2 separate regions of the Sparus aurata genome follow, and region 1 is linked to region 2. Evidence: chromatin contacts called from public Hi-C data. All regions are on one chromosome and are shown on one strand. Each heading gives the region's core, a stretch centred on a gene start, on an enhancer-like site or on the middle of the called end of the contact. The rest is flanking DNA. Distances are from core to core; before and after follow the strand shown.

Evidence for each region. A called contact is a pair of places that touch in the nucleus more often than the background predicts.
Region 1: a contact with region 2 is called in a Hi-C map of an unstated tissue, with 6 times the contacts expected there. The contact joins the promoter of rubcn here to the promoter of rnf13 in region 2. A contact is called at or near these places in 2 of 2 Hi-C or Micro-C datasets (skeletal muscle and an unstated tissue).

Annotation. Positions count from the first base shown.
Region 1 is chr11:18,945,019-18,951,244 of fSpaAur1.1, reverse strand. rubcn (rubicon autophagy regulator) reads right to left here and starts at 2,602. Exons shown (of 22, transcript XM_030433159.1): 1 at 2,343-2,602; 2 at 1-148. The coding sequence starts at 2,380.
Region 2 is chr11:18,810,827-18,817,396 of fSpaAur1.1, reverse strand. rnf13 (ring finger protein 13) reads right to left here and starts at 1,427. Exons shown (of 10, transcript XM_030434031.1): 1 at 1,191-1,427. It overlaps LOC115590933 (a long non-coding RNA gene), which reads right to left. Exons shown (of 3, transcript XR_003985858.1): 2 at 3,884-4,005; 3 at 1,884-3,152. It overlaps LOC115590932 (protein ANKUB1), which reads left to right and starts at 3,920. Exons shown (of 6, transcript XM_030432417.1): 1 at 3,920-4,034; 2 at 4,361-4,504. The coding sequence starts at 3,945.

The DNA.
Region 1 (6,226 bases), core at 1,353-3,852, 130 kb before region 2:
ATTCTTCAGCCCATGGCTCAGGATGTTGTTCATGTCCTTGTGGAGGCGCTGCAGGCCGCCGTAACGAGACCACACATTGGGGTTGTTGGTGGACAAAAGACCCTCCACCGTGGTCTTCAGGCTGGACAGCAGCTTCCAGTGCTCCTTCCTGTCAGGAAAATAGTGCAGCAGGATGGAGGAGGCGGGTGGAGACGAGGGAAGTTTAGGAATGAGGAAGGAGGTAAAGAAATGCTGGTGTTAGCAGTGACTCACGTGAACAAAAACACTTTTCCTGTAATCAAAAATCGAGTTTTCAGCATTTTAGTTACAATAACATAGCTATACACTGAGCTCAGTCACTGACAAGGAGTGCTGACATCAATTAATGTGATGGCAGTATCGCCACATCTTAGCCTAAACAGACACTGTCCCACTCCTTCCCTATAAACAAGATGTTAAGAAGAGTCTGCCAGTTAGCAAAGCACAGGCAATTATAATTTTAATCATTATCCGTTATTGTCCTTATTAATTTAACTTAGAAGCGTACTGAGCTCAAGTGTGTGCTCAGTAGTAGCTTTAAAGTTATTTCTTTCAAGCAAGGGAAGTCTCAACATTGATTTACCATATAACCAACCACAACTGCTGATATGGAGCCACTTGGCATTGATCCACATGGCAGCAAGTTGCAAGTCCTTTTCTCAGAGAGTCAAATCTTATCTTTAGGATATAGCTATGAAACACTGTTGTATCAAAAGTGTCTGAAATATAGGAAAATTACATAAGGGGACATTCTCTCAGAGACATAAAGCTCTGGCTCATATGCTCCTCCTTTCCCCCGAAGTCAGCAGTCAAACCAAACGCCATTGAAAACCTGTCACATAACTGCAGCAACAGGACAAAAACTGCCCTGTGACACTGCACAAACACTTGTGGGTGTATTCTGAATATGGGACAATTTAACTTGATACATTACATTTTATTTAAACATGTGGTGTGTGCTTTAATGCATTATAATATATAAGAGTCAGCTTCTTAACTTAATGTATTGAAGTCTAAATCATCACCTCAGACAGTGAAAACAGAATGTTAGAATGAAAGGCACAAATAGCACACGTATCAACACAACAAGCCTGTCTTTATATATAAAAGCAGCTACATCACGAGTTCAGCTACTAAGCTAACTAATCAAATCACATCATGGAACATGGAAAGAGGGAGGCTGAATGTTAGACAACATGGTCCACACTTTGAGTGTGTGTGTGTGTGTGTGTGTGTGTGTGTGTGTGTGTGTGTGTGTGTGTGTGTGTTGGACATCATGGCATGAAATTCTACAAGGCTCAGCGAGGTTGCTGAGGTTAAGGATTGTTTTCTTTCTGTTTAGTGTGCGCGTGTGTGTGTGTGTGTGTGTGTGTGTGTGTGTGTGTGTGTGTGTGTTGGACATCATGGCATGAAATTCTACAAGGCTCAGCGAGGTTGCTGAGGTTAAGGATTGTTTTCTTTCTGTTTAGTGTGCGCGTGTGTGTGTGTGTGTGTGTGTGTGTGTGTGTGTGTGTGTGTTTACACGTGTATCACAAGCCCTCATACTACTGATACATTGCACACGCTGCTGATATTGAACCAGTACGTATAGTGTATGTGTACTGTTCACTGTTAGGTCTGTTGTAACAGCTAATTCGGTAGAAACTGAGTGTTCTTATGCAGCATTTCCTCCCAGCAACAAACTTCAAGTAGTCGTGTTAACAAATGCTAATAATGTAATAACTTCGGGTGCTTATTGGGAACGTGTTCGTTGTATTATTTCCATTAACAGGTTGTGAATAAACTACACAACAGAATCAGCGACACATCGCAATGTCACCTGACTGCTAGCTTCAGTCGCTAACACAACCTAGCCTAGCTCGGAGATAGCTAGCATTAACAGTTTGCACTATTAATGCTAATGGCTCTCGCGGTTGGCCAAAACATATGCGGATTCCTTTGATGAGACAAAACGTTCAGTAATTAGACAATCAGCTGAACTTTCGTAATAGCCAGGTTGACAAACATCGCAGATAATGTTGTCCAGTAGAAGCTGTCAAACCCTGATATGTCATGTTAGCATAGCCTAGCTTTAACGCTAGCACTCCGGCGTCGGTAATCCACCGCTGCTATAGCTGTCTATCTAGCTAGCTCCTTAACATTACAAGAACAGCTCAGTTTAAGTGAGTTGCAGCTCGAAAAATCGTTTCTTGTCGTCATTGTTTAACAAGCGAGTGGACTCTGAGTGGTACGGTTTCTAAGTTGTGTTGTTTATATAACCACAGTCGCTCTTAACCCAGATAGCCGGATAAGTTAAGCAGCCCAGCCCCGGCTGTCACTCTCACCTGAGCTCCTCCGCCTCTCCCTCTGCCGAGATCTCCATGTCATCGGGCCGGAATCGAGTACCGTACAAAGCTGCCAGCTTCCCCGATAACTACGTCTGTCTTATGAAGGGAAAGCGGTGTTTTAACCCAGCAACAGGGCAGCTTGAAAGAGTCACCCGGACTTCCAGTCTTCTGCCATGTCTGCCCTGCCTGTCCGAGCTGTGAATCAAAACAGTGCAGGCCGCATGAGCCAGTGGGCGGTGGCGTCGTCCTTCTTCACGAGGGTTGGACGGCGGCTGGCGTCCTCAGTGTCGCATCACTGCCACCTGCTGGAGGAAGGTGACTCCTACACTCACACCGACCTCGACACTACTGCTTCACCCTGCTCCTGTCGGCCTCCTGTGATCTTTCATTAAATGTAATGTGATGTCCACCATTCACCTCCAGTGTTGTGCAAAGTACCCACAGTTGATTTTCCAGTAGAAGTCAAGATATTGTGGCAAAATGTAAATTTGGTAAAAGTTTAAAAAGTATTTGATATTAAATGTTCTTAAATATCATATAAGCCAGGCCTGTATACAACATACAAACATACATACATACTTGTATTTTGTTTTTTATCTTATTGTTGATCAAAAAGAATAAGTTCATTAAACTATGGCCTAATTTGCTCAAATGCAGCTAATAATTTGAAAGGTAACTAAAGTTCTTCGATTGATAAAGTGAGTAAATAGTTTAATATTTTCTTGGAATGTTGAAAATGAAAAAATCAAGTGTAAGTACCTCAAAATTGAAACTTCTGCTGGACCACAGCCCCTACGGCAACCTCTCTCTCCTGGCTCCTGCTGGACTGTCATACTCTCGGGCCCTGATGGAACATCATCAACGTAACAAAAAATATTATACATTCTGATATTTGTTTTGTTTGGCTAACGATCTTGAGTGGCCTGTCCTCTTCCAGGCCGCCACAGTTGATGGAGGTTGTGTGGCTCGCGCACCTCTTGTCGATGCCTTGGCCTGCTCAGTAGTTTCAGGCAACTTTATAAACAGCTTGCATTGAACACCAAACCATACAGTAACATGTGGACACAAAACTGAATAAAAATATAATGAATTGATTTAAAAAAAAAATGAATATGCCATGGATCCACATTCTTCACATATATTTTCTATAATTTACTTGTATCAGATATTCTGCCAATTAAATTTATAAACTGTGTGATGTTATTCAGTTCTGTACAGCTCACGTTTATTGCATGTCTGTCCATCCTAGGAGACGGATCCCTCCTCTGTGGCTCTTCGTCCATCTTTTTTCCCCTGATAAGTGTTTTTTTCTTTTCATTATGTGACGTTTTTCCTCACTCAAATTGAGGGTCTAAGGACTGAGGGCGTCATTCACCTTGCAGATTGTAAAGCCCACTGACACAAAACATGGCTGTGATTTCTGGCTGTATCAATAACATTGAATTAATTTGTCATGGCAGGTAAAGCACCAGTGTAACTGATAACATTCTAGATGGATCTGCTACTCTCAAGTTTGCAGTTTGATCTTGAAAAATATGACATTTATTAAGCACTGAACCTACGTGACTATGGTTATACAGATAAGCAGTTTTTGGTGGAGGCCTGCTGCCAAACCTGTAGCTCTATGGGAGATAACTGACAATCAAACAGCTCATTGACATCCTGTGCCGTGTGATAAAAGACCAGGTATTTTAATGAGCGGTAACCCCTGATCTGTTCCTTCCACTCTGGCAGGCACTTCCATGTCGAACCCACAAGATGGCACCACAGTCTGGAGTTATCGCTCGTCTCAATGGACTCTATTGGCCTGAACCAGTTGCATCGCTTGATGGCAGTAGGGAGTCAGCAGTGTCTGGCTCTTACAGTAAATCCCATCAACAGTAATTGCTGGGCGTGGTTGTGTATGACAGACTGGTGAGTAATTGTCCCTGCATAGCCCACACACACACACACACACACACACACACACACAGAGTGAGCAGTTCCTACAGAGCACAAATGACCGCTGTGCTTACACAAGACTTCCTTCCCTGTCCTGAGTGACATGAAGTGACACTTGACATTCTGTGGAACTAACCATATCATACTAGTGACATTTTTTTTTTGAGCAAAGGGTGAAATCTTTGAGATTGTATTTCATAACTCTCTGAAAGTAATTTAAAACACTGTGCCCCCCCCCACACACACACACAGCTGTACATTTCTCTGAGGAGAGCTTGCAAGCAGCAGTTCAGCAGACAACCTCTGATACAATACACTGATAAATCTATTCAATGTTTATCTAGATGTTTTTTTGTCTCAGTCTCATTAAATCAGTGTTGGAGGAAGTATTCCATTCTTAAATACTGTAATAAAAAAGCTGTAATATCACAATGTTAAAATACGTATAAGAAAAATGTCTTTAAGAAAAGTAAAGAATTTGGTCTTCAAAATATAACTACTGATTATGCAGAACAGTCCCTTTATTTTGTCTTATTACTTCTGCCAAGACTGCTATGTTTTCATGTCTGTTTGTTGGTTTGTAACCAGGATTACACCAAAACTACAGAACGGATTTCCAAAAACCTTTGAAGTAAGATGGGTGTTGGTCTACAATAGACCCCATTACGTTTTGGTGTGGATCCAGTAAAGGGAAAGATCCAGGAATCTTTTCTCACCTTCTTCAAAGGTGCAATATGTAACAATGCTAGTTGGAAACAAATTTAGCAAAGGAATGTGAAGAAAAAACAGTTTTGATCTTGTGATGTCTATGTTTTGTGTTGCAGAGATATATACGAAACTTAGCATGCTTACCAGCTTACCAATGTCCCATCATTGTCCAAAGCTCATGTGCTAGCACTGTAAACACAGACGCTACCCTGTTTCGCAAAGCTCCCAGTCCAAATCACTAGCTGAGGCGCAAACTTACTCGATTAGGTATCGGCAGCTACAGTAAGCAGCAGTTAGAGGTTACTCTGGTTATATACTTCCCTAATTTGTTTTTCCGTAAGAATGTGGCCACATATTCTTACGAAAAACAAATTAGGGATGGCTCTTTCAACATTGCGATATAGATCTCCATGAATGTTTTACTAGGCTTCATTGAATCAAAGGGCACTCCAGTGAGTGCAAGTCTAGTTATATAAAGTCATTATTAGATTGTTTTTATTGATACGTTAGCATGTGAATAGCATTTTGATTGTATTCTTCTTCCTTCATCCATCAACAATGATTTAATCGTATAGTTGTGGAGTTTACGTGTAAAAGTGTAATCTGATAAAGTAACTAGCGACTGTATCCTTCAAATAAATGTAGAAGAATGAATAATAATAAGTACCTCAGAAATGTATCAAACTGTAATGTGTGGATAAAAGCTTCTTTCAGCAGCTGCATGATAAGTAAGTAAATAAAAGTTAATCTGTGTAGCCTAGCACCTCTCTAAACCCAGGTTACAAAGTGCTTTACATCTACAGAAATGTAGAAAATAATAAATACAACAATAACACTAATAAATCATAAGAAGAAGAAGAAGAATGTATGGGAGAATTACAAATATGGGGGCCCATCTAATGCGAAAAGTAATCAAAAATACACTCAAAGACAGCAAACACACGCACGCTCAGATCATACAGGCACATGACCTCACATTACATTCTGTTGAACGTGCTCATATGACATGTAGCCTTTTTCAGTACGTGTCTGGAGTCGACAGTCCAGTGACGTGGAGAGCCATGTCACGGTGTTGCACTGAATTCACTCTATTTGCTCACAGTGACGTAAAAAACACACCCGGCTCTTCCCACAGCTGTGGACGAGCCGCTGTGACTCAGAGCCGTAACCTGCCGCAACATGAACACACATGACAAGTGGGAAGTGGGCAAGGAGGAACTCAAAGCCCGGTC
Region 2 (6,570 bases), core at 178-2,677:
ATAAACCAATTTCAAAATGTGCTACTTCGGCTTTGATGCAACGTCCTCCCACAATGTCCCGCCCACAACAGTATCTGATCGGTAACATGTCACAATTAATAGCCTGTATACAAAAGGGTAATATAACTCTGCAGAGTACCTAGAAACTAAGTGTGTCAAATAAAAGTAGAGGAGAGGAAGTATGAAATAGCAGAGGGTTAAGTACCACAGAATTGTACATATAAACAGTTCTTGAGGAAATTGCAGTGGTTGTTTAAAATGGTGACGCAAAGATCTTCATTTTTACAGCAAGTTAATATCGATTCCAAATATCAGTTTTCAGTCTCCTTGATTTCCTATAATCTGTATCAAAAAAGTCATATATGTCGACTCCTAGTAAGACACTGTTGAGTAAATATAGCATTATAACAGTCCTACCACTAATTTGCAAATAGCCATGGAGAACTACAGTATACAAGACAGTATACTGTAGTTTACATCATCTTTTCTCCCAACCCTTTATTTGCACCAAAATGACACAGAAGAGATGTAGAGGATTACAAACATGTCTTCAAAGAGCAGTTATGTTTTTAAATGACCTCCGCGGTGTAACTTCGCTCACATTTGTGACTCAAATGCAAATATTGAAACGCGTTTTTTCATGAAATACACAAGCTACGTGGCACAGACATGTCACTTAAACAGACCATATAAAAGGTCTTGTATGTAACAAAGAACCAAAGGGGAAGTGAAAGCTCATAATAACTTCAAGCCGAGGATGACTTAACATCAAATGACTGCTGATGACCAAAGTTACTAATATACACTATGAGGTAATAGTGAGATGGCTACATGCCAAAACTGATGTGATTATTGGGGGGTGGGGGACACCAAATATCAAAACATGCTGTTGACAATGACCAAAGGAAGGAAATCAGAAAAAAACTTTCTCAACCCAATCTCATAGGTCAATGTGTAGCTACGGTTTACACACGAAAACATTTCTTGACGAATATAGGCAGTGTCGTTAATGTCAACCAATCAGAGTTAGCTACAGATCTTTGGGGTGCAGTCACACCCATAAATGAATCAGTGGTTTGGTGTGCAGACACCCTAAAACGTGTACAGCTAGCTACAAAAACAGAGCGTCCTGTTCCCGTGTTAGCATGATGCTAGCACGGCTAGCTAGCAGCCTTGTCGTGGGTGTTTACCTTTATTTCTGCCTGTAGGTTTATCTTGTCCGGGAATTTAGCTACTGGCAGTGACATCGCTCTCCTTTACCATGCGTCGCGTCAAGGACAATGCACGACAGCGAAGCTTTTGGGTGCACTTCATCCCGTTTGGTCCGAGAATATGATCATAAAACGTTACAGTTTAATCCTCTCCGCTAGCAGCTGCCTTCATGAGAGCGCAAACTTCCGCCACACGCGCCGCTCTGCAGCCGACCTCTGATTGGACGAATCGTCTGCCAATCAATGCCGTTCCGGAAGTGACCCCAGACGTAAACATATCCACGTGATGGCACACACACACAACCATTTGCTGCCTTTTACAGTCGCATGAACTCCCTGAGCCAAGCAGCCAGCCTCTATTTAGAGCTTTACTGGAGATGCAACAGTGCATTAGGAGTTAAGTGGCAGCAGAATGGGATATTTAAAGAAACTGCATCTTTAAAGTCGAAAAAGTGGATGCCCCTTTTCATCCGCACAAATGTCGATCTCCCCCTTAAAGTCTTGAAACAGCTAATACTACTTAACCTCTAGCACCCTCTATAGTAAATGATGTGCACTTCTTTTTAGGGGGTCTCTAACTATTGCAGTCCATGTTTTCAAGACTTTATACATATGTGAACAAGGTATATCCAATACACAAGACCCAGAACAAACTGGAAACTGAGACTGCAATAACGAAAACATAGATTTTATTGACAATACATGAAAAAAATTGGAAACTAGGGAATATGTTTAAATACAGGCCATACAGGAGAGATGGAATTAAATGTACGGTAATCTCATAAACCAACAAATAAGAAATCAAACAAAATGAATCATGTGGAGTCAAGCTGCACTATAAGAGGGGTAACTGTAGAGTCATGCATTAAAAAGGGATTGCCACAAGATATGTAGGTAATCTATGAATAAACCCACCACTTTACAAAGAACAATTTAAAACTGTTTGAACACTTAAATTACCCATTCACAGCAGGCTAAGGTGACTCAAACCACACCAGAAAACACAAATGCAACATGTATAAAAAACGTTTTGTTTCCAAGTCTATTTGCTAGAATATTGTTAAATTACAGTTGTGGGATTCAGCACACAACAACACTTGTGTAGAATACAGATTTATATCATTACAAACAGCATAACATACAGTTAGTAATACGGTAATACTCTGATAGCTTGTTGCAAGTTATCAAGATTACAGTACATGAAGATCTTTGTATTAAAACTCTTAGGGAAAGTAAAGGGAACATGTCTTAATTTGTGCATTTTAATTTTCATTTAATTTCCATTACATTTCTTTGCTAATAATTATTTCTTTTCACGTGCTCAAGTTTAATGACAACATGTTCCGGTACTTGGATCTTCATCAGGTTATCAGGCTTCGGTCTTCTCCTGTGCACCTGTGAATCTTAACGTGTGCAAATGATGTACTCTCAGAAAAATGGAGAATAAAAGCGCTATTCAAATAACAGAATAAAAAAAAAACTTTAAACTTGAACAGACTCAAATTTAATAGTTTAGGGTGGGAACAAGTAGCAGGAGTGCTCTGCTACAACAACATACTGTGAAGATGGTATGCCTCTCTTGGATTTCTGTTAATAGATTACACAACATTCATCTACATTTCTTTATTTAGATTTCATTTGTGTTCTAACTTGTGCAAGAAAAAAAATAATCATCACAACTTGCGGGTCTTGAATCTTAACAAGCGAGTCACTGTTTGCTCTGAGCCAAGTCTGAACACAAAAACAATGTGACAGCTTCAGACTTTAAAAAGGTCAAATGCAAATTAGCAGACCTCTGTAAAACTTTCAAAGAACATTTCAAATTGTTGTACCGCTCCTTCAACACAGTGTGAAAACAGTGGGTAGTCCTTTTGTTCCTTAATGAAAGGCAGAGCGTAGAGGTGACGTAGGACTGTTCTGGGGTCGGGCGACGTTTCCAACCTAGGTCACAAATAAAACTGGTTTAGCACTGTGTTGTATTGCTGTGTAATGTCTCTTTCAGATAAGAAGTTTATAGCTACATTTGAACTTTGTGACTATTCAAGGCAAAACGGGGTGTTACATGTCTACAAACGCTGAGATGACTTTCTTCCTTCCGGGTTACAATGTAAACCGAGAAACTGACACTGTGTGATTTCTGATATGATTTTTGCATATTTTTTCTGTCTCTTATAAGTCATTTAAGACTTGTCGTGATAAATAGATACTAAACTGCACTTTTGACTGTGCCTTTATACAACCCAGAGAGAGAGAAATAACATAAAGCCTATTTATAATGTAGGCTTATACCACGGCCAATCACAGGTGTAGTTTGAGATTTTTTTTTTTTTCAATACGAAGACGAACATTTTTTTTTCTTACATTTTCTAACCTATTTTGTCCTCATTTCTTGCACAATTAATATATGTTCCTATTAATAAAATTTGAATGAATCTCAGCTTATCTAATGAATAAAGAAACTATTTCAAAACCCAAATGGATAAACTAAATTTAAAAAAAAAGGTTGATCAACTTCTATGATAAAATGATTTACATTTCATAGCCTTTTTTTGTATTTGTTGACTTGTGAGATACCACTTTGCAGAGTTTTGTGCTTTCACAAACCCTCCCCACTCAACTCCTGCCGCCCTCTCAACAATGACTTTGCTTCTGAAGAAACAGCACACACTCACTTCCCTGTCCAACCAGAGCACCACAGAGGAGCCAAACAGACGGAGGACGGATGTCCTGACCATGAGAGTCCTCATCTGCTTCGAGGGCTCCTGTGATCCTTTTGACGTCCCTCCTGATTTGACTGTGGGGGCCGTAAAGCAGATGGTAAAGGTAAGGACGTTGATTCCTTGACAAGTTTTTACAGCATTTGAAAATCAGCCTGATGATTTGAACATTTCACAAATGGAAAAGAGAAAAGTTGATGGATTTATCACATCTTTGGCATCCTGTTTGGCATTTGGAATTGCAAAATGATTTGTCATACTGTATGTATTTGTGTGTGCATGCACTAAAAATAGAAATGACCAGTTATGTTAGATATTATTTTACATGTCCAGAAATGATTGCAGATGACAGACGCTGAACATGATTTATCACATGCTTAGTCGCTTGGTCAGAACTCGGCTCCATGAACTTCCATACTGTCACCTATGTAGGAAACTTTTCTTGTGCAGCTCTCTGAAGACAAGCAGGTCTGGCAGTACCTGGAGCTAAGCTACGGGGGTGCAGCGCTGCAGGACCACTGGGCTCTGTGCGACGTGGGCATCACAAGTGGCAGTGCCATCCGATGCCTGATAAAGGTATTATAACATCAAAGGGGTTTGGAGATTTGGAGCCGAGTTGGGATTTGCAGACAAACACAATCAGCTTACAACGATGCACACTGAGAGAGGATGCTGAAGTGCATCTTTGCTTAAGGCCTAAAACATTGGAGGCAGTTTTTAAAATGCTTTACATAAACAGATGATTGCAGTGCAGTATTGGCAATAAAATATACTTTTATTTGCAAAAAAACAAAATGTTACGGAGTAGATGTTAAAGACAACTTCTCCCTCTGGAAATGGTACAAACGTTTGCTACGACAGGAGATGTATGCTGGGACTGTTTGGTGAAATCCCCTCACTCACCATGTACAGTACATCACTGATAATTCACTTCCAAAATACACATTATCTTTAATCTCTCCACTTCAGGGCAGCTAAAATGAGTCTTTTACTGCATGCATATTCATTACGTGGGATTATTCCTCATCAAAGACATCCTTTTTAAAGTGAGGGAATTTGTCTCAGACTGCTGCAATAATAGAGAACAAGATGTTCCCATGTGAGCAGCAGCTTGGAGGGAAATGACTTTATGGCAGCCTGAGATCTTTAGTTTGCCCCATTACTCAGTTTTTAGTATTGGGACACATTCCAGAGTCATCACCATGCAACCTTGTGTAAAAGTTGACGGTGGTAAGTGTGTGTGTGTGTGTCCCTTTCCAGCTTTTGTTATCATTTAACACCCTCTCATAAAAATTGTTGTTTTTTAAAGGCTGTATAGTGTTTTGGCCCACTTTCACTCTCCGGACTTATGTCTTCAATCTGAGCCACTTTGACATTTCACATCTTTGTCCACTTTAACAGGTCACCATTGGCTCTCAAATGTGTTCTTATCAACATGTATTCAGCCGAAAATCATTTGTGTGCAAGATGGTAAATTACCTACAGAGTTTTTGTTAAAATCCACATTGCAAAAATCCCTCCAGGCTCTGGATTTTCCCCAGCAGTTATCTCCACATTTCACTGCATACACTTCATTTCAGTCTTTTAAATAATCAAATGTGGCACTTGATTTTATGTGATAAATAATGTCAACCACAAGATGGCAGCAAAGTCCTCTTTGCTCTTTGCTTGTGCAGTACGTACTTTTGCTATATTTACATTAAAGAAAAGCAAGTGAAATAAAAAAAATAAACTATTTATTGCAAAAACATTTTATTGTGAGTTAATTGTTACTACAAATCGTGGTGCTAGTTGCAAACCAATTAAATGCATTTAATGAACTAAAATATAAAATGTGAAATTAACTTGTACTTCTGACTTGAACTTTGCATTTTAAAGTTCTTTAAAGATGACTAGTGCATTGCCCGTAGGAAGCATGTTTTCCTAAAGAAAAGTGGGAGGTTAAGTAGCTTTTTCATGGATGGCCAAATGAGGCTGTGTTTGAAGGTGGGACGTCAGGGATATAATTGGCTGTTTTTGACTACTTTTGATTATACCATTATATTTCACCTTAAAAACTATTTACATTGCCTTAAATAGTTGCCTTGGTGTAATTATTTTTAGCACAACCTCACATGTGTGACTGTACAGTTATTTTTTCATTTTAAGGTACTATATTAACACTATGGACCTAAAATCACAAAATAACATAAAATCAGAGTAGAAAAAGTTTGTTTTTTTACTGTGAAAACCACAAATATGTTTAATGAACCAATTGCATTAGTTATAATGCAAATATAAATTGTTGTTTACTAAATTGGTGCATAAGTTTTTGAAATTTACAAAGTTATGTGTAACTATTTACATTTAAATGCAGGCAATGCCTCAGGCTCCTCAGCTCATTCCTGCCTGTTCCACATTCAGCCGTCTCCTCCTTGGTTTGCCTCACAACACGACTCCACTACACACTGAACACACCACACCAAATATTACATAACACACCAACTATACACTCCAAACACGCTATATGTCACAAATCTCTCAACTCTCAAAACTCGCTATATCTGTCGCCGTCTCCAACACATCACTACTGCTGTCAATCATCCTCCCACATCTTCCTTTTTTTCAACAACCAAACTTGCTGCTTGAACACTTTAGTGACA